Linked DNA regions of Mus musculus: regions 1 and 3 are each linked to region 2. A link is a contact called in public Hi-C and promoter capture Hi-C data. All regions are on one chromosome and are shown on one strand. The core of a region is the stretch at or near the end of the contact, and the rest is flanking DNA. Distances in the headings are between cores, read along the strand shown.

Region 1 (3,571 bases), core at 283-2,782, 270 kb after region 2:
TAAGGTGTAGAATCCAGCATTTCCAGTTGCCTAGCTGTGTGTGCCTTAGCAAATCAGGCTCTCTGGTTCTAATTGTTCACCAAATAGGGTTCTTATTAGGATTAAAAATAAGCTATTATTATTATTTACTTTTTTTGGTTCCTGGGACTGGATGCACAAAATAAGGTTGAAGAATCCATAGTAGCAATACAAAAACAGTTATTTCCAAGTTCCATGACCAGTGCGGTGCGAGGTCATTTGAAACTCGGTGAAAAGTTTTGCCTGGGCAAGATCTTCAAGGTAGATACCCTAGCCTGCTTTTTCTATAAGTGTGATAAAACTCCGACCAAAAACAGCTAGCGGAGGAAAAGGTGTATTTGGCATTCATTTCCTGAGGAAAGTCAAACAGCAACTCAAGCAGGGGGCGTGAACCACAGGGGAGCAATGACTTGTTTCCCTACACACACACACACACACACACACACACACACACCGTTTGTATGTCTCTGATCCCTAGAGTTGAACTTGCAGAATGCTGTGAGCTCCCTTATGGCTGAGGGAAATGAGTTCAAGTCCTTCGGAAGAACAGCCTGTACTTTTAACCTCTGAGCTAATTCTCCAGGCCCCATCCCCACCCCCAGCTTTCTAATAAAATCTAGCTGACCTGCCCAGCGTGGAACCTCCCGCAGTGGGCTAGGTCCTCCCACACAAACCATCAGTGACACATAGGCCAATATGATACAGGCATTGCCCCAAGTGAGGATCCCTGCCTATTCCAAGGTGTTTCTAGTTTGGGTCAAGTAAACAAAATCTAACACAGTTGTCTTCTTAGGAACAGAGACAAATACAACTTATATAGTCTCAGGTTTCTGTAATAATAAAGATGTGCAATAATCCTTGTAAGGTTTAAGGCCTTGGAAGAAAAAAAAATCACTGATTGGAAGCAATAGCTTATATAACACTTGGGAAATGTGTAAAATCCGGGATGAGTAGGAAAAAGTGTTTGCCTAGAGGGTCAAAAGACGAGCTCAATGTAAACTATGACATCATTTGACTATTTTTACACGAGTGTGGAATGTAGGTAAAGGGTCACACAGCCCATGAGACATTAAGGCCATTGGACATGGACATTAATGTGTAGACTAAGCACGCGCAAACAGCACACAAACAAAATATCATGATGCACGTTTTTGAAAGAACAGTCCTAAGATTAGTAACGAGTGTCTATTACTCTAGGACGTGATGAAACTCAATTGCAATCTCACATTCTTGACTCTGCAACCTTAGGAATTTGGCGACTGGAGGTTTCATTGGGTGAGAGGCTTTTAAGAGCGAGCCCTGGTCCAGCCCACTTTTCATGGGGTAAAGAGCACCTGAAAAACAGTGCTAGGTTCCGGATATAACGGAGTCTTAACGCACAGACGCCTTAGTCAAAGCGTCACTACTACTTTTGCTTTTGTTGCTTGCTTTGCTCTGTGATCCTCCCAGCTCAGCAAGCACACAGCTCAGTCTAAGGACTGCAGGCAGGCAGCTGGCCACTAGAGGATCTCTTAACTTTCTCTGCGGAACCGAGGGCTGAAGTCAACGACGCAAAATGGTGGCCTCGTCTTTCGCTGTCCTGAGAGCAAGCAGGTTGTGCCAACAGGATTGGAAGAGCTGGGCGCGGCTGTTTGTACCTCCGCCGCTCAGCACTGGTGGCCGGACCACTTGGGCGCGGACAAATGCGACGCTGAGCGTAGAGCCCGAGGGCCGCAGCTGCTGGGACGAGCCGCTGAGCATCGCCGTGCGCGGCCTGGCCCCCGAGCAGCCCGTCACGCTGCGCTCTGCCTTGCGCGACGAGAAGGGCGCGCTCTTCCGAGCCCACGCGCGCTACCGCGCCGACGCTGGCGGCGAGCTGAACCTGGCGCGCGCGCCCGCGCTGGGCGGCAGCTTCTCGGGGCTCGAGCCCATGGGGCTGCTCTGGGCCATGGAGCCCGAACGGCCTCTCTGGCGCCTGATCAAGCGCGACGTGCAGACGCCCTTCTTGGTGGAGCTGGAGGTGCTGGACGGACACGAGCCCGATGGCGGGCAGCGGCTGGCGCAGGCGGTGCACGAGCGTCACTTCTTGGCTCCCGGGGTGCGGCGCGTGCCCGTACGAGAGGGCCGGGTGCGCGCCACGCTCTTCCTGCCCCCAGGTGAGCAGCCCTCCACATTTCCCTTTGCTCAAAGTTCCCTGTGGGTGTTTGTTTGTTTGTTTGCTTTTGGTTTTTTTTGAGACAGGGTTTCTTGTATAGCCCTGGCTGTCCTGGAACTCACTCTAGACCAGGCTGGCCTCGAACTCAGAAGTGAAGAAAAGGGTAGCTCCAAATGATCTAGGACTTGGTGGGAAGGAGATAGGACTGGACTGGACTGGACTGGACCGGAAGAAGCCTGTTATAGTGATGCTGTTTGCCTGAAGCTGGTCCTTCAATTCCGCTGCTAAATTAAAAGGGCATCATAAGACAAGGGGAGAGGCTCCTAATAATAAAGTCCGCAGTGTTACACCCACATCCCCTAATGTTCTTTTAGAATGTCTTCTGTCTTTTCTTGTGGCAGTGTGGGAACTCAAACTTGGCAAGCACTCTTCTACGAAGTTTCCAATATTTTTAATTTTTCTTGGTTTTTAGCTGCATATGGAGGTTCCAGCAAAGGAGGCAGGAGAATCAACAGAACTCTCAGGCAGTGATGGGGGAAAGAACTCTCAGGAGAAGCCATTAGTATTCTGACATTGAGACAAGCTTCATACACTTGGGCTAGAGGGTGTGGCTCCGTTGGTAGAGTGCTTGCTTGGAGTAGTACTGGGTGCTATCCCCAGCACAGGGTAAACCTGGCAAGAAGGCACAGCACTGCAATCCCAGCACCCACAGGTCGAGGTGGGAGAACCAGAAGCTCTCGTTCATTGTTGGCTACAGAGCCTTACTGGGTTATACCGGTATATTAGATGGTCTTGCCTCAAAATAACAACAACAAAAATGGCTAAGTAAGCAAAATCAACAAAATATTTAAATGACAACTAAAAGTGGTTAAAGAGAGGTACACACACACCCATGGGCATGATGAAGAAGGAATTTTCAAGGGCCCCTTCTATCTTAGTATGCATCTGTTCGTGAGCAGGTGCTGGCCCAGTGTTTGCTCTGTTCTTGTTTAAATTGGTCATGTGGAAGACAAGCCTCTTTTTTCAAAGACTTACTTATTTTATTTATATAAGTCCACTGTAGCTGTCTTCAGATGCACCAGAAGAGGGCATCAGATCCCATCACATGGTTGTGAGCCACCATGTGGTTGCTGGGAACTGAACCCAGGGCCTCTGGAAAAAGAACAGTCAGTGCTCTTAACCGCTGAGCCATCTCTCTAGCCCTGACAAGCCTCTTTATACGAATGGGAAAAAAATGTTTAGGGCATGAATTCATGTAGAATGAACATGTAGCCTTTTCTAATCTATATGTACTCGCTTAGCAGAATGTATTTGCGATTCATGGGGTCTTCTAGGCATGGAGCCTGTGTTGAAGGTCTCTGGTTCCTTTACAGTCTGTGGAGATTGTGCGTGAAGTTGCTGCAAATGCTTACATAGTAG
Region 2 (3,979 bases), core at 1,153-3,652:
AACCATTTAAAAAAAAATATTACCTAGAGCTAGGGTGGTACAGACCACAATCTCCACACTTGGAATTCAAAGGCAGGAAGATCACGTGTTCAAGTACAGCCTGGGCTACATGGTGAGTTCCAAGCTAGCTTGGGGTTTCTTATTAGATTCTGTGTCAAAAACTAACCAACCAAATAAAAATATCCTTGGTTGACTGATGACCTGCAAAAGGCACCTTCTAAAAGACTCATTAAACCGCAGACCTCACAGTGAATTACAGTTTTAAGAGTGTGCTGTTTGACATATGCATTAACACTCTGGTGTTTTGTTTCCCTCTGTAGAATCTACACCCCATTCACAGAAGACACTGAGACTGTAGGCCAAAGAGCCCTGCACTCGATCCTGAATGCGGCCATCATGATCAGTGTCATTGTCATTATGACCATCCTCCTGGTGGTCCTGTATAAATACAGGTGCTACAAGGTGAGCACGAGGCAGTCTGCTGTCCGCCTTGACCTGCCTATGGGTTGTCCTTGTGTGTGTGGGAGGGGAAGGGTGGGAGAGTTGGGGGCGGGGGAGATGTGTATGCAGGCCTGTGCATGTCAGAGTGTGCGTGTGCAGTTGGTAGGACCACTTTGTGGAATGCATCTTTTCCTTCCATCTTTGCTTGGGTTTTGGATATCAAATCTCCAAGCTTGTAAGCGTCACGTTCTGAGCCCCTTCACAGCCTCCTTGTCTTGACTTGGTCTAGCAAAGAGGAAGTGTCTTATATTTTGGATCTAAGTTATTTTTCCTTTTATTCTGAAGCATGTTGAAAGTACCAGAAGACATACATGGAAAACAGGTGTTTTCATGTAAGGTCACATGTTTTCAGTATTTTGATTTATAGTGTGCCTATGGCATTCCAAAGACTTTTGTATATATTGTCCTTAACAAATAGTGCTATAGAATTTAAGTGCCCCATAAGCCACCTTCAGATGCTGCTACTGAACGCAGTAGTGACTGGCCCCTCACTTGAGAACCAGCATCATTTGCTTAGTCTCTCAGAGCAGCCCTGCTTCTTACCTTGGTCAATGGGCACAGGGAGAAGTTGCAGCAGAGATGCAGGCCCAGCCTCCCAGCCTGTCCCCCTCTCTCCCTCTCCTCCCCTCTCTTCTCCCTCTCTTCTCCCCCCTCCTTCCCCCTCCTCCTCCCCTCCCTCCCTCCCTCCCTCCCTCCCTCAGTAAGCAACTGCGTCCTGGACCTCAGCCACCCAGCACATGCTTCATACTCAAACCTCAGAAAATCAACAAATCAATACTGGTCATGGAATCTTCAGGTCGTCCTCAGTAGTAGGAACAGTAAATGTTAACTCTCCGTATTGAAGTTTACTCTCTGTCTACATTATTTTCTCCTAGATTTTTCTTTGGGGTTTGTTTTGTTTTGTTTTGTTTTGTTTTTTGAGACAGGGTTTCTCTGTGTAGCCCTGGCTGGCCTCAAACTCACTCTGTAGACCAGGCTGGTCTCAAACTCAAAAGATTCACCTGCCTCTGCCTCCCCAGCGTTGAGATTAAAGATCTGCGCCGCCACCACCTGACAAATAGCGTGTTGTGCAGCGGTTTTCTCCGCACGTCTCACTGCACCTGTGTCTGTCTGCTTGCCAGTCTTTACCTCCTGGTCCCTTTCTTGGCCTTAGTGGACACATCCTGGACCTCAGCTGATTAGGGACCAGGCTTGTTCTTTTGCCTCCTTTTACGATTTTATTGGGGGTAGAATTCTGCCTTCTTCCACGTTTATTCTCCCCCACTTCCAGATTTCCTGCCTTTCATTTTTCAAAGTTGCCTGTGTACTACATACAGAGGTGTGGACTCAGCATTGAATTTCCTGAGAGTTTTTTTTCCTAGTAATCTTGGGAAGTTACTTAGTTTCTGTGTACTTTTACATTCCATATGGAGAAAGAGGCCACCATCTGTAAACTACCTCTCCTTGCCTCTGTTTTCAGTTTTTCCTGCACTGATCTGTTGATGACAATAAGCCAACTGTATGGACTATGTGCGTACTCCGTGTTTCATTTGGCATCTCACGAGCAGTGCATGCGCACACCTCCTACTTTCCCAGCTGTCCAGATGAGGCGTGGGGGCAGGGTCACAGTTGCTGTGGGTCAGAGACTAATGAATCAGTTTGGGAATTCGCGTTCAGAATTTGGCCTTGATTGACTGACAGGCATTATGTAAAATTCCTCTCAAACCTAGTCCTTCTTTCCTAAAGGCCATGGTCCTTGGCGCCCCCATGGAATCTGTTTATCTGCTTGGCAATACTTCCCTAGTTCTATCCGCTGCCTTTGCAAACTTGGTTTTTCTGGATCCTCTCGCCATTGGCTTGTTAGTGTGCGTTCTGACCTTGGTTCCTTTCCTCCTCTGCAGTTCCCCTCAGGCTCACAACCCAGTCCCAGACTCTGGAGGCTTTCCCCTCCTTTGTTTCTCAGAGAGCCCTGATTAGGGCTGGAGAAATGGTTTATCCGTAGGAGCACTGGCTGCTCTTGCAGAGGACATGAAACCGATGAATTTAGTTTCCTACTCCCACGTCTTGGCTCATATTCGTTCCTCACTCTGTTTCCAGGGGATCCAACAACAACCTCTTTTGGCTCCTGGGGTGGCAGGCACAAATGGCACTTACTGCATACATATACACACATGCACAGGGAAACCATGCATACACATAAGGAAAAAAAAAAACCTTTGAAACAAAATCACTTACTCTCTGGATTAATTTTGTACCCTCAGATCTAACCTTAAATTTTTTTAAAATTAAGTTTATATAGTGTATGTCATGTGGACATGTATGTTCCATGCTTCATATGTAGAAGTCAGAGGTGAGTTTGCAGGAGTCATTTCTCTCCTTCCATGTTGTGTGACAGACTTTTCCTGCAGCACACATCTGCTCGCCAGAAAAGATGAGCGTAGCACTCAGTAGCAAAGTAAAAACAACTGAGCCGGGGTCTGACGAGCGAGCCAGTGAGGCAAAGGACAGACTTTTTTCTTTTCTTTTTTTCTTTTTTGAGACAGGGTTTCTCTGTGTAGCCCTGGCTGTCCTCGAACTCACTCTGTAGACCAGGCTGGCCTCGAACTCAGAAATCTGCCTGCCTCTGCCTCCTGAGTGCTGAGATTAAAGGCGTGCGCTAACACTGTCTGGCAAGGATATACTTACACTGAGAGGTTGCTTACAAGGAGCAGGGATGATTCAAAAGCAGCTCTGTCCCTGAGAGGGCCACTCCAAAAAAAAAAAAAAAAAGCTGCCACCCTGGAGCTCCCTGCATGGCTGTGGGCAGCTCCCAGCTACCTTTCTGCATTTGGGCTGCTAGAATCTCCACCCCAAGCGGTCGTTTGCTCCTTTGTATGTTGTTGCCGACTGGGCCGCAGGAATCTTGTGAGGTTCTGTTCCCTCAGCTATGTGGCCTTTGATTTCGTTTGAGGCTTCTAAAGGGAATGTCTCAGATCAGAGGAAAATAAATGTCATCCAAGAGGACCTGCCTCAGTTGTCACGCCTGCCAGCAAGTGCCTTCACCAACAAAGCTATCTTGCTGTCCTGAAGACAACTTTGATTCAGTGCTTTCAGCCTAGAAGTCATTGCTTATTGGACCCATGGTTTGTTGGTTGATTTATTAATTCTACTTTGATATCTACAAACACATATCCTCCATCCCCTTATCTTCAATAGGTCTGCTTTGCTAACTTTTTTTTAAACTTTATTTACTTATTTATTTAATTCATTTTACAGTCTAATTGCTGCCCTCCCCTCACACAGTCCCCTTCCCCCTTCTCCTCTGAGAGGGTGGAGGCCCCCATTGGGTCTCCCCCCACCCTATCACATCACGTCTTTGAGGTCTAGGTGCAACCTCTCCCACTGAGGCCAGACAGTGCAGCCCAGTGAAGGGAACATATTTCACAGATAGGCAACAGCTTTGGGGACATCTCCTGCTCCAGTTTTTGGGGTACCCACATGAAGACCAAGCTGCACATCT
Region 3 (3,552 bases), core at 175-2,674, 430 kb after region 2:
TGGTTCACGTTATCTTTATCAATGACCCCCTTGTCTACTACCTTTTGCAGCAGAGGCTCCAGACGGATAACATACGAAGATAACTTTTCTCCTGGGTTCTGGTAAGTGTTCAGAAATCTGACCTGTGCATCTCTAGAGCTCTCCACACTCCCAAAGACCTGCTCAAGAGCCTTCAGGCATTCTGCGGTCGTTATGGCGGCGTTGTTGGTCTTGAGGATGCGGATGACGTCAGCAGCGGGGCCTCTCAAACTCTCCATCAACCGCCGTCTCTTTTCTATATCCGACACCTGCCATTCCTCTATGATTTCATTTGAGTGCTCCAGCCAGGAATCAAAGGTTTCCTCGCCAGGCCCGGGAATGTCCTTCCCGGAGAATAACGTCAGCTTCTTATACCATATGGACTCAACAAGAGGTTGAATAACATTATCCAAAATATAGTTGAGCATCTCTGCTGGCATTTCCGGGCCTGGAGCTGGAGCAGGGTTCTGAAACCCAAGCACACGAGCAACATCTTGCACGGTCCACCCTTCCCTAGCTAGAAAGAGGTGCAGCCTTTCCAAAAAAACTGCGTCGGAAGTGGGGGGTTTAAACACCACTTTCCAGAGCCCTCCTTTGCCTGGCATCTCCCTGGGTATCAGGGAGTAATCCACTGCCCCAGTGAGCTCTAACAAGGCTGCTTTAGCATTTTCTTCCCTCCAGAACATTCTCCCCAGCACTCGATAGGATACCTGGGGCATCGCAGCTTGGAGGGTCTCTTCAATTTCGGTCTCATCACAGTTCACAGGGATCCCCCAGACCAACAGAGCTCTCTGAGAGTTCACATCCATTCCCCTGCACCAGTCTTCCAATAGTGTCATAGCCATTTCACCCAACTATTAAAAGTGCCAGTTCTACAGACACTGCTTGGACTGGCTCACGAGGCTATAGGGCCTAGGACAATACAACATGCTCTCCTCCCCCGGTAGGCCAGGGGGCGACAAGCTTCAGGCAACCACAATTACCAAAAGACACCAGAGTTCCTTCTTGTCCCTTCCGGGTCCCAAGTCAGGGTCGGGAGCCACGGGACACTCCGCCTATCACTCGAATGTCGCCCCCTTTGGTCCGGGCAGGGAGGGCTGAACTGGCTGCAGCTGTGTCTGGCGTCACCGCTTAAAGAGAGGGAGCAAGGTGGGCTCAAGACTGATGACTCCGGGCGGGAGATGGCTGGGTGCGGTCGCGGGGCGTGGCAGCTCCTCCCACCTCTCCCCGGCACGCCGGCGGGCTGAGGGTCACGCGAGGCCGTGGCTTGGCTACGTGGGGAGAGGCGGCACTCCGAGCACCGGGAACCCAAGCGGCAGGAAGCACGGGATGGGGGAGAAACTCGGCTGGAGGCAGCTCTGCCTAGCGCTTATGTCCGCGCGCTCCCGCAACGGCCGGCGTGCAGCTGCAGTGGAGGGCGGAACCGGTCCGCTTGTCTCCCCCAGTGTCACCGTGACAACTGTGTCCATGACGACGCGAGATACGCGGGCTCCAGAGGATCTGGCGGTTGCTATGGTGCCAAGAAGGGGTTTGAGGAGTCTATTCTATGACGGCGCATTTCTTTTTACACCCCCCCCCCCGCCTTCCCTGATTCTTTCTTAGCTATTGCTACGCATGCTTTATTTAATTTTGCCGTGGATTTAAGCTGGCTTTATTGATACGCATCTACCACGACGGACTTATCTCATATTGCTCATCCATTCTATGAATTCAGTCTTTAACTCTGACTTCCGGGAACCACCTGATCCCACTCTGCAACTACTTGGTTCCTCCCCACAAAACTAGGAAAGAGAATTCCATCTACTGGTTCCTGTGAGTGTCTGACTTGGCTTTCTTGTTTAAAGTGTGTGTGTGTGTGTGTGTGTGTGTGTGTGTGTGTGTGTACACAAAACCCCGTGACTACTTACCTTTGTAGCCAGGCAAACTGCAAACATATTGCCTTCTTATCCTTACTGAGTATACAAGATAGCAAAACAGAATGTTTATGGCCCCGAAAAGGCGGGTAAGTTCTCTTCAAGCAAAACAAGGCCTATCAGTCCCAGACGGCAAAAACACCCCTATAAGAATGTGGTATTCAACAATGAATTTTTTTTAAAACCTTATTTAATAAAAGGTCTTAAGATACAGAACATTCAAAAGTAAATAAGTTACATAGGTACATTACAATCACAGCAAGATTCTCTTTAGTGTATTAATTTTTTTTTTATAAAAAGCACACAAAAAATAAAATTTTCAGTCTGGTCTATCACAACTGTACACAAAGAGGTAATATTTATATTTATATATATATATATATGTACACTATTTTAATATGTAACAGTCTTTTTTAAAAAGAGTGCCACAGGCAACAAACACATGAAAGGCAGTGTCTGACCATTTTGTTTCAAAATAAAAGGAATATACTTACTTTATGCTATTAAAATATTTGTACACTAATTACAGACTGTCAAGGCTGTTCTGTGCTCCATCCTCTCCAGCAAGGCCTTTAACGTAAGAGACAAATGAGGAAAAGTTCTAACAGCTGCAATTTTTTTTTTTTTGAGGCAACAAACACAGCCAAATGTGGGTTAGACACAACTGTTTTTATATAAAAATATGCATACTTCCTGTAAAAACCTAAGGGGTTAGGCTTTGCCAGTCTAGTAATAAATAATAACCCAGAACAGTGAGCCCCAATAAAAACATTTCAACAGCTGAGGCTTGAGTACTATTGCACTCTTCCTCCTCTGTCTTTAACATCTGGCACATGAGAAGAAAGAGGTTGGGTGACTGAGGCAGTTAAATATAGGCAATCCCTTTAGACATCATGAGCACAGGGCCTCTGTGCCGGGGTGGGAGGTGGGGCGGCAAGGACGGTGGGTGGGTGGGTACTTTAGCTCTAAGGGGGCTGCTGAAGGCTTGGAGGACAGCAGTGAGGGCAAGAGACCTCAGAGATGGCCCAGAACACAGGCACGGTCAGTGTCATGGCCTTCTCTGAATGCAGGTGGAAGCTGGGGGACAGGCAGGGTGACACTGTATAGGGACGTTATTGTCAAACAGGGAGCTCTGAATAGAAAGAACAACAAAAGCCAAGCCCAGTGTGTTCGTACGAGAAAGCACCAGTAAGGACGCGCCTGCGCCAGCCTCCGGCCGCACGTGCATCTCCGCTTTGAACTAGTTCAGTTTCCACACGGGCGCGCTGGAGCATGGGCCCCTCTAAAACAGTGTCTGGTGGGATCACTACCTAAAGGTACCATCTTTATCCCCCCACCCCCACCCCGGCTATAGTCATCTGGTCTCTGTGAACTTAGAAAAGTTCTTGCTTTTTTGCTGTTTTTAATTAAGATTTCTAAGGATTAGTTGGTACCACTGAGCAGAGGAGTCTCATGTGGCTGAAGGATCTCATGTGGCTGCTATCACCTGTCCACCAAGGGGCCTGAGCCAGATATGGTTTAAATAGAAAAGAACCTTGGGAAACCTAAGTGGCACTTTGGGGCTGAGCTGTGAAGGCACGCGTTATAGAAGTGATTTAGAAGAGATCCTAAACTTGTTGCC

Evidence for each region. Promoter capture Hi-C pulls out the DNA fragments that hold promoters and counts their contacts. A called contact is a pair of places that touch in the nucleus more often than the background predicts.
Region 1: a contact with region 2 is called in a promoter capture Hi-C map of hippocampal neurons, with 3 times the contacts expected there. The contact joins the promoter of Acot2 here to the enhancer-like site in region 2. A contact is called at or near these places in 5 of 39 promoter capture datasets (the 3T3-L1 cell line, the C10 cell line, HPC-7-derived erythroid cells and 1 more), 1 of 15 datasets of contacts at CTCF or cohesin (large pre-B cells), 2 of 484 Hi-C or Micro-C datasets (the Ba/F3 cell line and bone marrow-derived macrophages), 2 of 115 datasets of contacts at active chromatin or transcription factors (T-cell acute lymphoblastic leukemia and bone marrow-derived macrophages) and 1 of 9 other capture datasets (pancreatic islet).
Region 3: a Hi-C map of cerebral cortex shows a contact between it and region 2, with 7 times the contacts expected there. The contact joins the promoter of Pnma1 here to the enhancer-like site in region 2. A contact is called at or near these places in 8 of 39 promoter capture datasets (the C10 cell line, the HPC-7 cell line, cranial neural crest and 4 more), 1 of 15 datasets of contacts at CTCF or cohesin (pro-B cells), 8 of 484 Hi-C or Micro-C datasets (the HPC-7 cell line, LSK cells, cerebellar granule neurons and 5 more) and 3 of 9 other capture datasets (embryonic stem cells, liver and macrophages).

What each region holds. Positions count from the first base shown.
Region 1 is chr12:83,986,329-83,989,899 of GRCm38.p6, forward strand. Acot2 (acyl-CoA thioesterase 2) reads left to right here and starts at 1,533. Exons shown (of 3, transcript NM_134188.3): 1 at 1,533-2,153. The coding sequence starts at 1,574.
Region 2 is chr12:83,714,444-83,718,422 of GRCm38.p6, forward strand. It overlaps Psen1 (presenilin 1), which reads left to right. Exons shown (of 12, transcript NM_001362271.1): 5 at 321-462. Among named protein-coding and RNA genes, the nearest start is that of Psen1, 28 kb to the left of the region's middle. Within about 2 kb of position 2,403, at least 13 of the 459 cell types and tissues checked have an H3K27ac peak or open chromatin away from gene starts, as enhancers often do. A contact at or near this core is called in cerebral cortex, cortical neurons and hippocampal neurons, where this site is marked.
Region 3 is chr12:84,147,065-84,150,616 of GRCm38.p6, forward strand. It overlaps Pnma1 (paraneoplastic antigen MA1), which reads right to left and starts at 1,425. Exons shown (of 1, transcript NM_027438.3): 1 at 1-1,425. The coding sequence starts at 863. It overlaps Mideas (mitotic deacetylase associated SANT domain protein), which reads right to left. Exons shown (of 13, transcript NM_001163501.1): 13 at 2,104-3,552.